Linked DNA regions of Mus musculus: region 2 is linked to region 1. A link is a contact called in public HiChIP or PLAC-seq data. All regions are on one chromosome and are shown on one strand. The core of a region is the stretch at or near the end of the contact, and the rest is flanking DNA. Distances in the headings are between cores, read along the strand shown. Region 1 overlaps Cmtm4 (CKLF-like MARVEL transmembrane domain containing 4). Region 2 overlaps Fhod1 (formin homology 2 domain containing 1).

Region 1 (6,355 bases), core at 1,823-4,322:
TTTTTGGGGGTGGGGAGGTTACTTCCTAAAACACAGGAGCTCACAGCAAGTGAAAATTATCTAGCCTGCAAATTGTCATTTCTTCAGGATAATTTTGGGTTCTCCATTTTTCTCCAGATAAATAAACATAGAATAAATAAATAAATCTAAAGAAAGAAACAATTAAGACCCCACCTCAAATAGAAACAACCAAGAGAAAGAAACAAAAGAGAAAGAAGAACAGAAAAAGTTGAAGAAAAGGAAAGGAAAAGAGAAAAGAAGCAGGAAGGCAGCAGGAACAGTTAAGCACCTGCTCTTTAAGAATGGAGATAGCCCCTGGGGCCTCTTCACTCCCCTACACACACACACACACACACACACACACACTCAGAAGCAATTAATCAGCAGCAATTAACAGCGCAAAAGAGACAAACGTCAGAAGCAAATGAGTTTCACACTGTTAATACAGGGATGAGGACAAAAGAGGGAAACTGCCAAGGGCTCAGTGTAACCAGGGATGAGGGCTCAGGGCAGCCAGGGACGTAAAGAAGGGTGCAGTGGCTGGCGACCTAGGAAGCTACTGCTTGCCACCAAAGCCCGCTCAACCAGTGTTCTGACAGGCTTTTCAAGGCAGGTTCCACTGTATAAATAATTTTAGTGTTGGTCTCCTAAAGCCATAGAAGTGGAGCTTTTAAAAATGCATTATTTTAAATGTAGCTATTTATATTTGCATCATGAGCAACCTGTGAGCTGCTTGTCAGTAAGGGCTAGCCACAGGGAATCACAGTCCCAGCAAACTACAACAAGCTTATTTTGGGATATCCAATTCCATAGGGAACACAGAGTGTTGTGCAAATATTCTCTTTCTTGTTTTTAAAAGGAAACCTGGAAGATCTTCTGTGGTCTGATGATATAGTTGCACACAATTTCAGAGAGCCACAGAGCGGTCAGCATCTTTCTTGCCAAGAAAATACCCACAGAGTTTTATAGCAAATGCCACTCTGCCCCAAAAGTTCCATTTCCAGATCGTTTAGATTAGTAATGGAGCAAAACAGCACACTTGCAGAGCACACAGGAAGCAAAATGCCTTCAAACCAGAGCCTGCCTAGGGTGTTCAGAGATGTTGCTAGCATGGGAGTCCTTCCCACCTCCTCCTCCTTGTGGTCCCAGCTTCGTGGGTGATGCTGAAAGTCCAGAAGGTCGTATCCATCCCCACACGATTCCAAAGCAAAGCCTCCCCTCTTCCTTTCCTCTTTAATCTCAGGTAACCAACGCCATCCCACTGGCTTTGGCATGCCCTTAATCAAGTGAAAACAGGACATTGACCAAAAGTCGACAGGCTGTGGCAGCATCCCACTTAAGATGGACGAAGGTAGAGTGAACTGTTCTAAGAGGTGTATGTGTGCTGAGGGAAGCTCAATTTACTATCTCCCACTGTTCTTGGGGCCTCAGCATCTCCACCTGATCCATGGAAGAAGGGACCCAGCCTAGGAAGCTAGCAGCACTGACTGAACATGGTGCCTCTATACTCAAAACTTTGTCCCCTTGCCTACCTAGTCACTACTGTATTTATAAATGGTGACACTGCAGCCTTACTTAGTAAAATCCAGCTTCTGTAGGGCCATCCACTGTACTGAGATGGCCTCTCAAACATCCTCCTCTTTAACCTTTATCAACCGTGCACAATTCAGGATCAGCTGAGTGGTTTTTAGCTGAGGTCTAATCCACAGTCCATAAAACTCCCAGTTGAGAGTGCAACCATTTGCTTCTTCCAAAGACAAGTTTGATGTTCTTGGATTTTTTGTTTTGATTTGTTTAGTACTGGGGTCTAAACTCAGGGCCTCCCACATGCTGGGCTTGCACGGTCATTGAGTTATACTTCCAAGATCATGACTTTTGTGTGGTGTGGTCTGTGTGTGGTGTGTGTGTTTGCACACATGCGCAGAGCCTCAGAGGGTGGCAGGTATACTCTATCGATTGCCTTATTCCCTTGAGACAGGGAATCTCACTAACCTGGCACTCATGTTTTATTCAGCTGAGCTGGTGACCAGCAAGTCCCAGTGAGGATTATAGAGGTTCTAATTTTTTTAAACATTTTTATTCATTTGTATGGGGGGTGGCAGTGCAGGGGGCAGGGGTGGCAGTGGGCAAGCCAAAGCAGTCAGGTCATCAGGATGGATGGCAACTGCCCACTACCCATCTTGTTGGGGATCAGTTTTTAAGTTCCATCTTATTAATAAAATAAAAATGAGGCAAAGATGTCTAGCAACCTGCCCTAGATCTTTCTGTCTCATTACTAGCAGAGCTGAAATCAAACTCAGTCAGGAGAACACTTTACAGTAAGTGTAAGCACCCAGACTGGCTACTTTAAATATCTTTTCTACTGAAGAGAACAAAGGTTTCTTAGTGAAACTGATCTGAAGCAGAAAGAAGGAAGGGGAGGGGAGAAGGGAAGGAGAGAGAGAGAAAAGGAGGGAAGAAAGGAGGGAGGGTGAGAGAGAGAGCTCGGCATCGTGTGTGAGGCATATCCAAACCTTCATTTCTAAGTACCATCTCTTCTACTGAAAGGAACCAGAGCTTCTGGAGCAGTGCAGGACCGCGGCAGGAGAGTCCAGACGCCCTGCGCTGTGCGCAGAGAAGGAAGGGAATGCGCTCTGTGCACACGGAGCTCACCGTGGCCAAATCTGAGGCAATCTGAGTTTCAACACACATAATGGGGGCTGAGAGTCCAGCTCGGGGGTGTAGACCCCAGAGTATCCAGGTTTATGAATAAAGCTCATGAGTTTATTATGGACACAAGAAAAGACACGGCAGCACACATCTGCAAGCCCAGCAAGTCAGAGACTAGCGCAGAGGAGCCAAGTCCCACGTCCTTCCTTAGAGTCAAAAATCAACTCACGTGGAAGAAGGGCAGATTAAAATCATCTTTTGGCAACCATCATAAAAAGTACTTGATTTGAGTAAGAATGATCTGGTGTCTTCCAAAGTAACGCATGAGAGCTTAAAGACTTCCACGGTCTAACAGTGCCCTCCCTAAGAACATTAAGGACACAGCAAAGTGTAGCTTGGCAACAGAAACTCCTGGCACCCATCTCTCTCAGTAGGCTGGGATCACTAAAAGGAATGCGTCATCATTTCTGTGGGCTTCCTGACAGTACCACAAAGTGACCAGAATCCAAACAGCAGAAAACGTCAACAAACCCAAATTGAGGGCCATTCTACAAAATAACTGGCCTGTGTCCTTCCAAAATGTCAACGGCATGAAACACAAGAGCTGACAAACTATTCCAGAAGCGAGGAGATTAAAGAGACAGATGCTTAAATTCGACATCCAAGTCAAGACTTCCTTATAAGAGGGAGCTTTGAGACAATCGGGGAAACAGGAAGGAATGAGGTCGACAGAGTCTCTAACTTCTCAGTGTCTGCTTCCAGATTTGGGAAATGATACCATGATTGTGTTAGAAAATATTCTTGTCTTTAGGTCACTAAAGTATGGTGTGGTTTTGTTTGTTTGTTTGTTTGTTTGAAGACAGGATCTCACCATATAGCCCTGGCTGGTGGCCAACTCAGAAATCCGCCTGCCTCTGCTTCCTGGTCCCATAGCCCTTGCTCTATGGCTCAGAGTTCTAGTCCTTGGTCACTGGGAATCCTTCCAAATTCCTGATAGAGCATGAACTACACTCTAGAACAAGATTTCTGAAACAGCCCTACTGACATTGTGGATTGGGCATTCTTAGTTTTGAGCGGCATCCTGACTGTGATGCCGTGTGAATCGGTCTCCCTGGTCCCTCTGCAGCAGGTGTCAGTGGGCATCTAGTTCCTGGTATAACAACCAAACATATCAATAGACAATACCAAAACCTCCTCTTGCTAGGCATGGTGGTGAAGCCTTTAATCCTAGCACCTGGGAGGTAGAGACAGGCAATCTCTTTCCATCCATGGCTTGCCTGATCTACATAGCAAAATTCCAGGACAACCACGGCTACATAGTTTAAAAAAAAAAAAAAGCCAGGTGGTGGTGGTGCATGCCTGTAGTCCCAGCACTTGGGAGGCAGACACAGTCAGATCTCTGTGAGTTCAAGGCCAGCCTGGTTTACAGAGTGAGTTCCAGAAAAGCCAGAGTTACATAAGAAACTCTGACTCAAATCAAAGTGAAACAAACCAAAACTCTCAAGGCCACGTGAAACCACTGATGGGCCATGGTCGTCAATGGCTGTTAGAGGCCCCATGTAAATGCTTGGGGGACTTAAAATACGTATGCATCAGTCATCTGACAGAGACAGCCATCACTGCCTGTCCCCATGGCCGCAGGGGGCACGGTGTGTGGGCACAGCTTTCTGAGCCCTAGCATTTACCAGGTCAGAGAAGATGAAGAATGAATGGTAAATCATGCAGAGGGGACGACGATGACGACATGTGGGACAGACAGATGGACGGCCTCATTTCTTCAGTGGTGGGGGTGGGGGTGTAATGGCTCAGTGGGTGCGGTGATCGCTGTGCCAGTGTGAGGCCTGAGTTTGAAGCCACAGAATCCATATGCAGTAGGAGATCTGTAATTAAAGTGTTCCTGAGACAAGATGGGAGGTGGAGAATCCCCAGAAACTCAGCAACAGCACAGAAGCAAGAATCGGCCCAGGTCGTCTTCTAACTCCACACATGCTGCCCCTCCCCCACAGTGCCAAAGAAGATGGGAGTGCTACAGACCGAGACTCACAAAATGGGGGCTGTAGAGATGACTGAGTGGTTAAAAACACTGACTGCTCTTACGCAGCACTCAAGTTCAATCCCCAGTACCCATAGCAGGTGGCTCAAAACCACCCCTAGAACTCCAGATCCAAGGGACTGGGGCCTCGACCTCCATGGGCAGGCACCTGCATTCACATATACATATATGCACAAAGTACACATCATTTTTAAAAGTTTTTGTTTGTTGGGTGTTTTGCTTTTTGAGGCAGGGTCTCACTCTAGATAGCCTTGGCTGGAACTCACTATGTAGATCAGGTTGGCCTTGAACTCAGAGGTCTGTCTGTCTGCCTACCTCTGCCTCACAAATGCTAGCATTAAAAGCCTGTGCTGGGCTGGTGAGATGGCTCAGCGGGTAAGAGCACTGACTGCTCTTCCAAAGGCCCTGAGTTCAAAATCCCAGCAACCACATGGTGGCTCACAACCATCTGCAATGATATCTGATGCTCCGATGCCCTCTTCTGGTGTGTCTGAAGACAGCTACAGTGTACCTACATATAACAATAAATAAATCTTTAAAAAAAAAAAAAAAAAAAAAAAAAAGCCTGTGCTGGGGGCTGGAGAGATGGCTCAGCGGTTAAGAGCAATGACTGCTCTTCTGGAGGTCCTGAGTTCAAATCCCAGCAATGACATGGTGGCTCACAACCATCCATAATGAGATCTGATGCCCTCCTCTGGTGAGTCTAAAGACAGCTACAGGGTACTTACATATAACAATAAATAAAATCTTTAAAAAAAAAAAAAGGCATGTGTTTCCACACCCAGTCAAAATAATTCTTTTAAAGAACAGACAATACAATGAGTGGGTCTTGTTTAGATCCTAATTCAAACAAAGCAAAAGGTATTTTTGAGGCTACTGGTACAAAGTGGGTTTATGTTAGATAGCAGATGACATCAAGAAATTAGAACTTAAATGTGCTACAGATATTGCAGCTGTTGAAAGGTCTCAACTGGTAAGAGATGTCCACTTAGTATTTATTTATAGTGTTATGGTATCTGAGATAAATAGCTAGCTCAGTGCTTAAGAGCTTTTGCAGAGGACCCAGTTCAGTTCCCAGCACCCACATGTGGCTTTGAACTGTCTGTAACTCCTTTTCCAGCCTCTTCTGACTTCTGCAGGAATTAGGCACACATATAGTACACATACATGTTACGCAGACAAAACACTTATAAAATATACTTTTAAAAGCTGAAATACACAGTCTGGACCTAGGGCCTCACACAAATATAGCAGATGTGCAGTTTGGTCTTCATGCAGGTCCCCCAACAACTAGATTGGGGGCTGTCCCTGAATCAGCTGTCTGCCTGTAGATCCCATTCCCCTAACTGAGCCACCTTGTCTGGTCTTGGTGGGAGAGTTCTCGGTGGGCACCTAATTCTGCAGTGATTTGATATTTGTGTGTGGTGGGGGACCAGAGGGGACTCCCAATGTGTGGAGGATCTGAATAAGGAGGTACTGGGAAGAAATGGGGGGTGGGTGATACTGGGATGTAAAGTGAATAAAAAAATTTTTTTTCCGAGACAGGGTTTCTCTGTATAGCCTTGGCTGTCCTGGAACTCACTTTGTAGACCAGGCTGGCCTTGAACTCAGAAATCCGCCTGCCTCTGCCTCCCAAGTGCTGGGATTAAAGGC
Region 2 (6,355 bases), core at 1,481-3,980, 970 kb after region 1:
ATCCTCTAACCGAAGGGCACTCTATCGGAGGTGGTCAGGACATGTGAGCGAGCAGCTGAGGCCCAATAAATGGGATAGGTACTTGGGAGCTGCACCCCTCCCCCGGCACACCTCATAGAGCGTTAGCTGGGTTCGCAGGTCAACATCAGTGCCAGCGGTGCCCAAGAAACGTTGGACCAGCGCTTCCATGCCCTGCTGCTCCAGAGCATCTGTCACATCATAGAAGGAGTCCTGGTCTGGGAGTGCCGCCAGCGTCTGGAAGGTGGATGCAGGAAGCCAAGGCTGAGGTTGATGTGGGGGATCGTGGGCCAAGGGTCCACAGTTGGCACCTAGTCTCGGTTCCATACCTTGTTAATGAGAGTGACAGTGTACACCAACAACTCTGCATCAGCTCCATTCTTCTCCTCCAGGATGGACACCAAGTTGGCCCAGGGAAGAGTACCTGCCGCACAGAAAGGGGAGGAGTAACCACGGTTGGGGGGGGGGGCGGAGCAGTAGGAGAGAGGGCTGAGAGATGGAGAAAGGGAAAGAGAGGCTCTGACCGGTGGCACTGGCTACTGCGTTGACTGCCTGGATGAACAGCGGCGCGTTGTTCTCGGAATACTCCACAAACACCAGCAGCAGCTTCAGGGCTGTCTTTACCACCAAGCGGGACTGGGGGAGAAGCCAATCCACATGAGTGGGGCTTGGACCAGACTGTTAGTTCCTGGAGGAGGGGGAAGGGCTCCTGGGGCTGGATCCGAAGATGTAGGAAGACCCTGGTTGGGGCCTGGGCTTGGAGGTGCAGCTTAGTTTTCTAGGGACCTCAGGCTTACTCCAACCACTTTGCAGAAGAGGAAATTGAGGCTCAGCGGGACCCAAAGGGGAAAGGGTACATATGTCTGGGTAAAGCCACTTACCAGGCTAGCACACAGGGTATACAGCCACTGCACGGTCTCGCTGTGGGCCACCACCCCCAGCATCCCATCCACAAACAGCATCAGCTGGCCCAGGGCTAGAGACAGAAAATGGGAAGAGGTCAGGGCGGGGAGGGGAGGCATGGGACCGAAGACCAAGGGGGAAAGTATGGTGCTGACCTCGAAGGATGTAGCTCTGGTAGTTGTGGTCTGCAGCAGCACCCACGCGGATCAGGCAACTCAGACCCTCCGAGTGCACGAATTCGGGCACCAGGTCCTTGTCTTCCTGTGGGCACCATGGGCAAGTTTAAGGGGGACTGGGTGGGACGCCAACCCTCAGCCCACCTCTGGATCTTACCTGGAATATCTGCTTTAATGAGAAGAGAGATCGGCGGAGCTCGGGGCCACTGGAGCCATACAGCTTTTCTACAAGGGATAAGTGGGGGAACACAGACACTGTCTTCTTCCACTAGCATAACTGAAGCTTCTAGTATTCTCAAGCCTGCCTTCTACTCTGACTCTGGGCACCCTCCTCTGTCACCATGACTGCAGTCCAGCTGTGGCATGGATCCTGACCCAGAAGGGAAGGACAGGAAAGGGAGAGAGGAGGACACACCAGATCTCCAACCCACCCAGTCCATAGCCCAGCACAGGTCCGAAAGAAGCTAAGGCCCACTAGGCTGTGTGTGAAAAGAAGGGGACAAGACGGCAGGAGACGACACACACTTACCCAAGATAGCATTGACCCTCACGGAGAGCTGGGTCCGCAGGATTAACGTGGGCTTCCGCCCTTTGCTAAAAGCAAGTAGCCATGTTAGTGGCTCCCGGCAGATTCTGCTGAGTCCCCAGCCTCAAAGCAGAGATATCTAAAGACACCTACATGTGAACCCTGGCCCGCTCCTTCCCTCCCAACTACTAATCTGGGGGTCCAAGGGTTAGCCGAACAGGAGAGTTTTTATAAACACAGGTACTGAGGTATGAGAGTACCCCCATTTCCACATAATTGTGGGTACCAGCCCCCGGCATTGTTCTCTGCACTGGCCTACAGCCCAGGCTGTACACAGAGTATCTCAGCTGCTGATACCTGAGCTGGGCCCCAGTGGGGCCCGGGGTTGAAGGCTCTGGCCAGACCTCCTCAAATGGGAAGGGTTCCCTGGCCTCCCTCACCCTTTCAACTCTGACCTGATCTCTTCATAGAAACCCTCCAGCATCTCCCGCTGTTCTTCTAGGGACAGCTCCGGGTCCAGGTAGTATCCGGAGGGAGACACTTGCAATGCACAGTCCTCCAGCTGGAAACAAAGGGACAGAACTATCAGGGCTGGTGCTGCAGCTCAGATTTTTGCCGTCTGTTTTGTTTCTGTGCTACTAGGAATCAAGCCCACATGTTAAACCATCAAGCTACAGCCCTGGAGGGTATTTTGGGGGTTGGGGTTGGTTGGTTTTTGCTTTTTATTTTTGCATTAACAAACCACAAATAAGGAAGGGCCATGGAGGAGGAGAGAGGGAAGTGGCTGCCTTCAAGGAAGTTCACAGCCTGGAGGGGTGATAAGCTTCAGCCGCAAAAGTATTCAAGCTCAGAGAGAAAGTGTTAACGGTTTATGGAGGTGCAGAGCCAGCTGGGAATTCCTGTCAGGAGCCAATCCAGACTCCCTACTCCCTCCAGGTCGCAGCAGCTTCTTGTCCCCTTTTTGTCCTTTCCCCAAGTAAGCTACAGTTACAACCATTCTAGGTAAACTTCAGGTAAGCTAATTTTTGAGTCTGATGCCATCAGACCCTACATGAGAAGACACCAGCCCCATCCCTGGTTTGTTTCTCCTGTTTACCCCTGTAATCCTGGCTCAATATTGGGTCTTTAAAAAAAAATGACTGTAAGTGCTAGTGAGATGGCTCAGTGATTAAGAGCACTGGCTGTTCTATCAGAGGATCTGGGTTCAGGTCCCAGCACTCACATGACAGCTTACAGTAATCTGTCACTTCAGCTCCAGGCCTCCACAGGCACTAGGCCCACAGGTAGTACACAGTCAGACAGGAAAGCCAAGACTCCTACTCATTCAAAATAAAATAAAAATCCTGACAGGAATTTTTTTATTTTTGTTTCCTTGTCTATCAAGAGAAGGTTTCTCTCTGTATCCTCGGTTGTCATGAAACTTGCTCTGTGGAGCAGGCTGACCTTGAACTCACAGAGGTCTGCCTGCTTCTGCCTCCTAGCAAAAAAAATCAATCTTAAAAAAAAGAGAGAGAGAATGTTTATAGAAGGTTGAATGAGGTAACTTCCAGATCCTCCAGGGGTAACCTTGTGCCTCTCTCCCTGACACTTCCCCCGTTAGCACAGTGCTGATATGCAGAGCTAATCAAAATCTGTGTGCCCGCCCACAATCCTGAGTAACTGTTATTGAGGTGCTGTGTCACAGGGTGAGAATGCCTCTGGGAAGAAAGGGGGACCTTCTGGTAGCTGTCTTACTAGGCAAGTCACCTCTATCATTTTTCCTATGACTTGCTCAACTCTGCCCAGCTTTGAACCTCACCCAAGGGCTTTCGGCTCTTCTTGGTCCCTGGGTGGAGGGGCTGGGGGCCAGTGCAGCTTCTATCCCTTCTTCTGCCTCTGGTTAGCTCAGAGCCTGAACTTTCTCCTTCCTGACAGTTTAGCCTGTGGGGCCCTTAGGTGACCCACCCACCCCCACCCCACCCCACCCCACCCCACCCCCTTGCCTGGGACATGGGACACAGGACAAACACTCCAGCCTGTTTGTCCCACTTCCTGCCTGGCTGCCTGCCCTTCCTTGGGCGCCTTGGGCAGGCTTGGCCTCTCTTTCCTTCCAGGGGAGCAGAGTCATCTCCTGGGTCTACTGGGGAACAGGTCTGAGAGGAGGCAGCAAGGTACACGGGTTAGGTAATCTTGTCAGTGCGAGCTCAACTGACAGCAGCCAACATTCCTCCCAATCTCTCTTCCTACACAGACTCATCAGCCTGCTCCCGAACCCACCCCATTGAAGCCCAGCTACAAGGCCCCCGGTACTGGTTAAACTACAGAACCTGGGGACTTTAAATATACCTCTCCCAAGGATTGCCTCCAAATCACACACAGACTAGCTCATTCAACAGAACAACCATGAACCAGAAACTGGTTTTAGGTCTGCAGGACACAGCAGGAAACATCTCTGCTGACTTTTCCTTCCAGCCCAGCCAGGGAGACAAGTCATCCTTGACTCAGAAGAGACTCACTAATTAATAAAGGTGGACTCACAACTTCCATGAGTTCTAAGAGGAGGTATCAAACTGCTTTAAGTGCCTGACAACTTGGAATACCCAGATGTGTGGCTAGGAATGGCTGAGCACAGGCCAAAGTAGCACATCTGGAGATGTTAGGCCCACCATTCCGTTCTTCCTTCCTCCATGGGACATGCATCGCCACCCTAAGTAAACTGGGAATGGTCCTCTCCCTCCGTGATGAGATCCGGGCCAAGGGTCCAGCCCTGAAGGCTAAGGGGCCACCACTCCAGCATCCTCGGCTAAACAGGTTTAAGCTTTTGTCCTGGATGCAGATGCAAGCTCTCCAAACATTTCACCCATCCATCCCACCAAGGGTCCATCATAGGGAAAGATCTAGAGAGAGCATGCAGCCTGGTACCATCACGTCAGTTTCTGCTCTCAGCTATTTGTCCTGAGTGGAAATAGGAGGTCGGGCGCCAGGCCCAGGCCCAGAGCAAGGACAGACTTCCTGCCAGCAAGATGGGGCTTATCCTTCACACCCTCTGGCCCCTTCCTGGGATCGACATTCTGAGAGGCAAACCTCTGGGACTCTTTTCTCACACCCTGGGGGTCGGCCGGGCTTGAGCAAGACCTAGTTTCCAATGACATTGCTCTAGGCCGGCACAATAATGGGCCTCTATCTCAAACCCCGGCTCTTGTCTTCCTCACAGCTGGCCTCCATCTTCGGGTACTCCCTCCCTCATTTTTCCCAGGCTTCCTTCACTTTGGCCACCAGCCATGAATCTCCTTAGTCCCCCAGCTTGGGCTTTCCTGGCAGCCAAAACCCATGTGGACCGGGGTCCTTTGCAGGAGTAGTAAAGGCAACGGCTCAAGCCTGTTTTTTTGTTTTTTTGGGTTTTTGGTTGGTTGGTTTGGTGTTTTGAGACAGGGCACACTATGTAGCACTCACTGTTCTGAAACTCATGTCATCGACTAGGCTAGCCTTGAATTCAGAGATCCTTCTGTCTCTGTGCTGGGATTAAAAGCATGCAGCACTATTCCTGGCTTCTCTGTTTTTAATAAATAAATAAATAAATAAATAAATAAATAAATAAATAAATTTTTTTACAGGGGTGGGAACCAAACAGCCTTTTTCATGTTGACAAGTACTTGATCACTGGGCAAAATCCTTACTTTATTATCTACTTCTTACTTAAAAAAAAAAAAATTAAAACACCAATATGAACTAACCAGTACCCCCAGAGCTCCCTGGGACTAAAGCACCAATTAAAGAAAACACACGGAGGCTCTCGTGTCTCTAGCTGCATATGTAGCAGAGGAGGGCCTAGTCGGTCATCAATGGGAGGAGAGGTCCTCAGTCCTGTGAAGGTTCTATGCCCCAGTATAGGGGAACGCCTGGGCCAGGAAGTGGAAGTGGGTGGGTTGGGGAACAGGGGTAGGGGGAGAGGATAGGGGATTTTTTGGAGGGGAAACTGGGAAAGGGCATAACATTTGAAATGTAAATAAAGAAAATATCTAATAAAAAATGGCTTACTGTCAGGAGTGGTGGTGCACGCCTTTAATCCCTTCACTTGGGAAGCAAAGGCAGCAGGCCAGTCTCTGAGTTCGAAGCCAGCCTGGTCTACAGAGCAAGTTCCAGGACAGCCAGAGCTATACACAGAGAAACTCTGTCTCAAAAACAAAACACATTTCTAAAAAACAAACAAACAAACAAATTTATTTTCTTACTCCTGTGTGTATGAGTATCTGTGTGCACGCCAAGCTGCTCATGGAGGACAGAGGAGAAGACCTCTCCCTTACTCAGTACTCCGTACAGGCGTGGCATCCTTGCCCAGGGCCATAACACTAGCCCCCTTCTGTGTTTGCTAACAATGTAATCACTAAGAAAGAATAGACAGGGCAGGGAACAAGGGGGATAGAGAGGAGGGTAGAATTCGTGCTCAAGGACTCTTGTAATTGGACCACAGACTACAGGACCCTTTGCTCTGAATAGCAAGCTTCCCTGTTATCTGAGTCTCTAGCTACCCCGTGATCACCTAGATAAGCAGACAAGGATGTACCTAAGGCAAAGAAACCTGCCTTTGTTATCCGCCTCTGCAGTTCTAGATAACAGACTGCCTTTTAAAAGATAAAAAAAATAAAGGTAAAAAGGTACCTATAGTCCAGATTAGTCTAGAGCTATATAGATGAGGCCGAGTCCTGATCTTCCTGCCTCCACCTCCCAAGTGTTGGTTTGGTGTTATAGGCCA

What was found. HiChIP or PLAC-seq counts read pairs in DNA pulled down with a chosen protein or histone mark.
Region 2: an H3K27ac HiChIP or PLAC-seq map of microglia shows a contact between it and region 1, with 4 times the contacts expected there. The contact joins two enhancer-like sites. A contact is called at or near these places in 2 of 115 datasets of contacts at active chromatin or transcription factors (microglia and pancreatic cancer cells).

What each region holds. Positions count from the first base shown.
Region 1 is chr8:104,367,174-104,373,528 of GRCm38.p6, forward strand. The region is part of intron 1 of Cmtm4 (CKLF-like MARVEL transmembrane domain containing 4); the gene reads right to left. Among named protein-coding and RNA genes, the nearest start is that of Cmtm4, 25 kb to the right of the region's middle. Within about 2 kb of position 3,073, at least 68 of the 459 cell types and tissues checked have an H3K27ac peak or open chromatin away from gene starts, as enhancers often do. A contact at or near this core is called in microglia, where this site is marked.
Region 2 is chr8:105,336,776-105,343,130 of GRCm38.p6, forward strand. Fhod1 (formin homology 2 domain containing 1) reads right to left here. Exons shown (of 22, transcript NM_177699.4): 2 at 2,079-2,185; 3 at 1,627-1,691; 4 at 1,255-1,322; 5 at 1,077-1,182; 6 at 900-994; 7 at 543-654; 8 at 348-442; 9 at 112-255; 10 at 1-21. Among named protein-coding and RNA genes, the nearest start is that of Gm46049, 5.8 kb to the right of the region's middle. Within about 2 kb of position 2,731, at least 93 of the 459 cell types and tissues checked have an H3K27ac peak or open chromatin away from gene starts, as enhancers often do. A contact at or near this core is called in microglia, where this site is marked.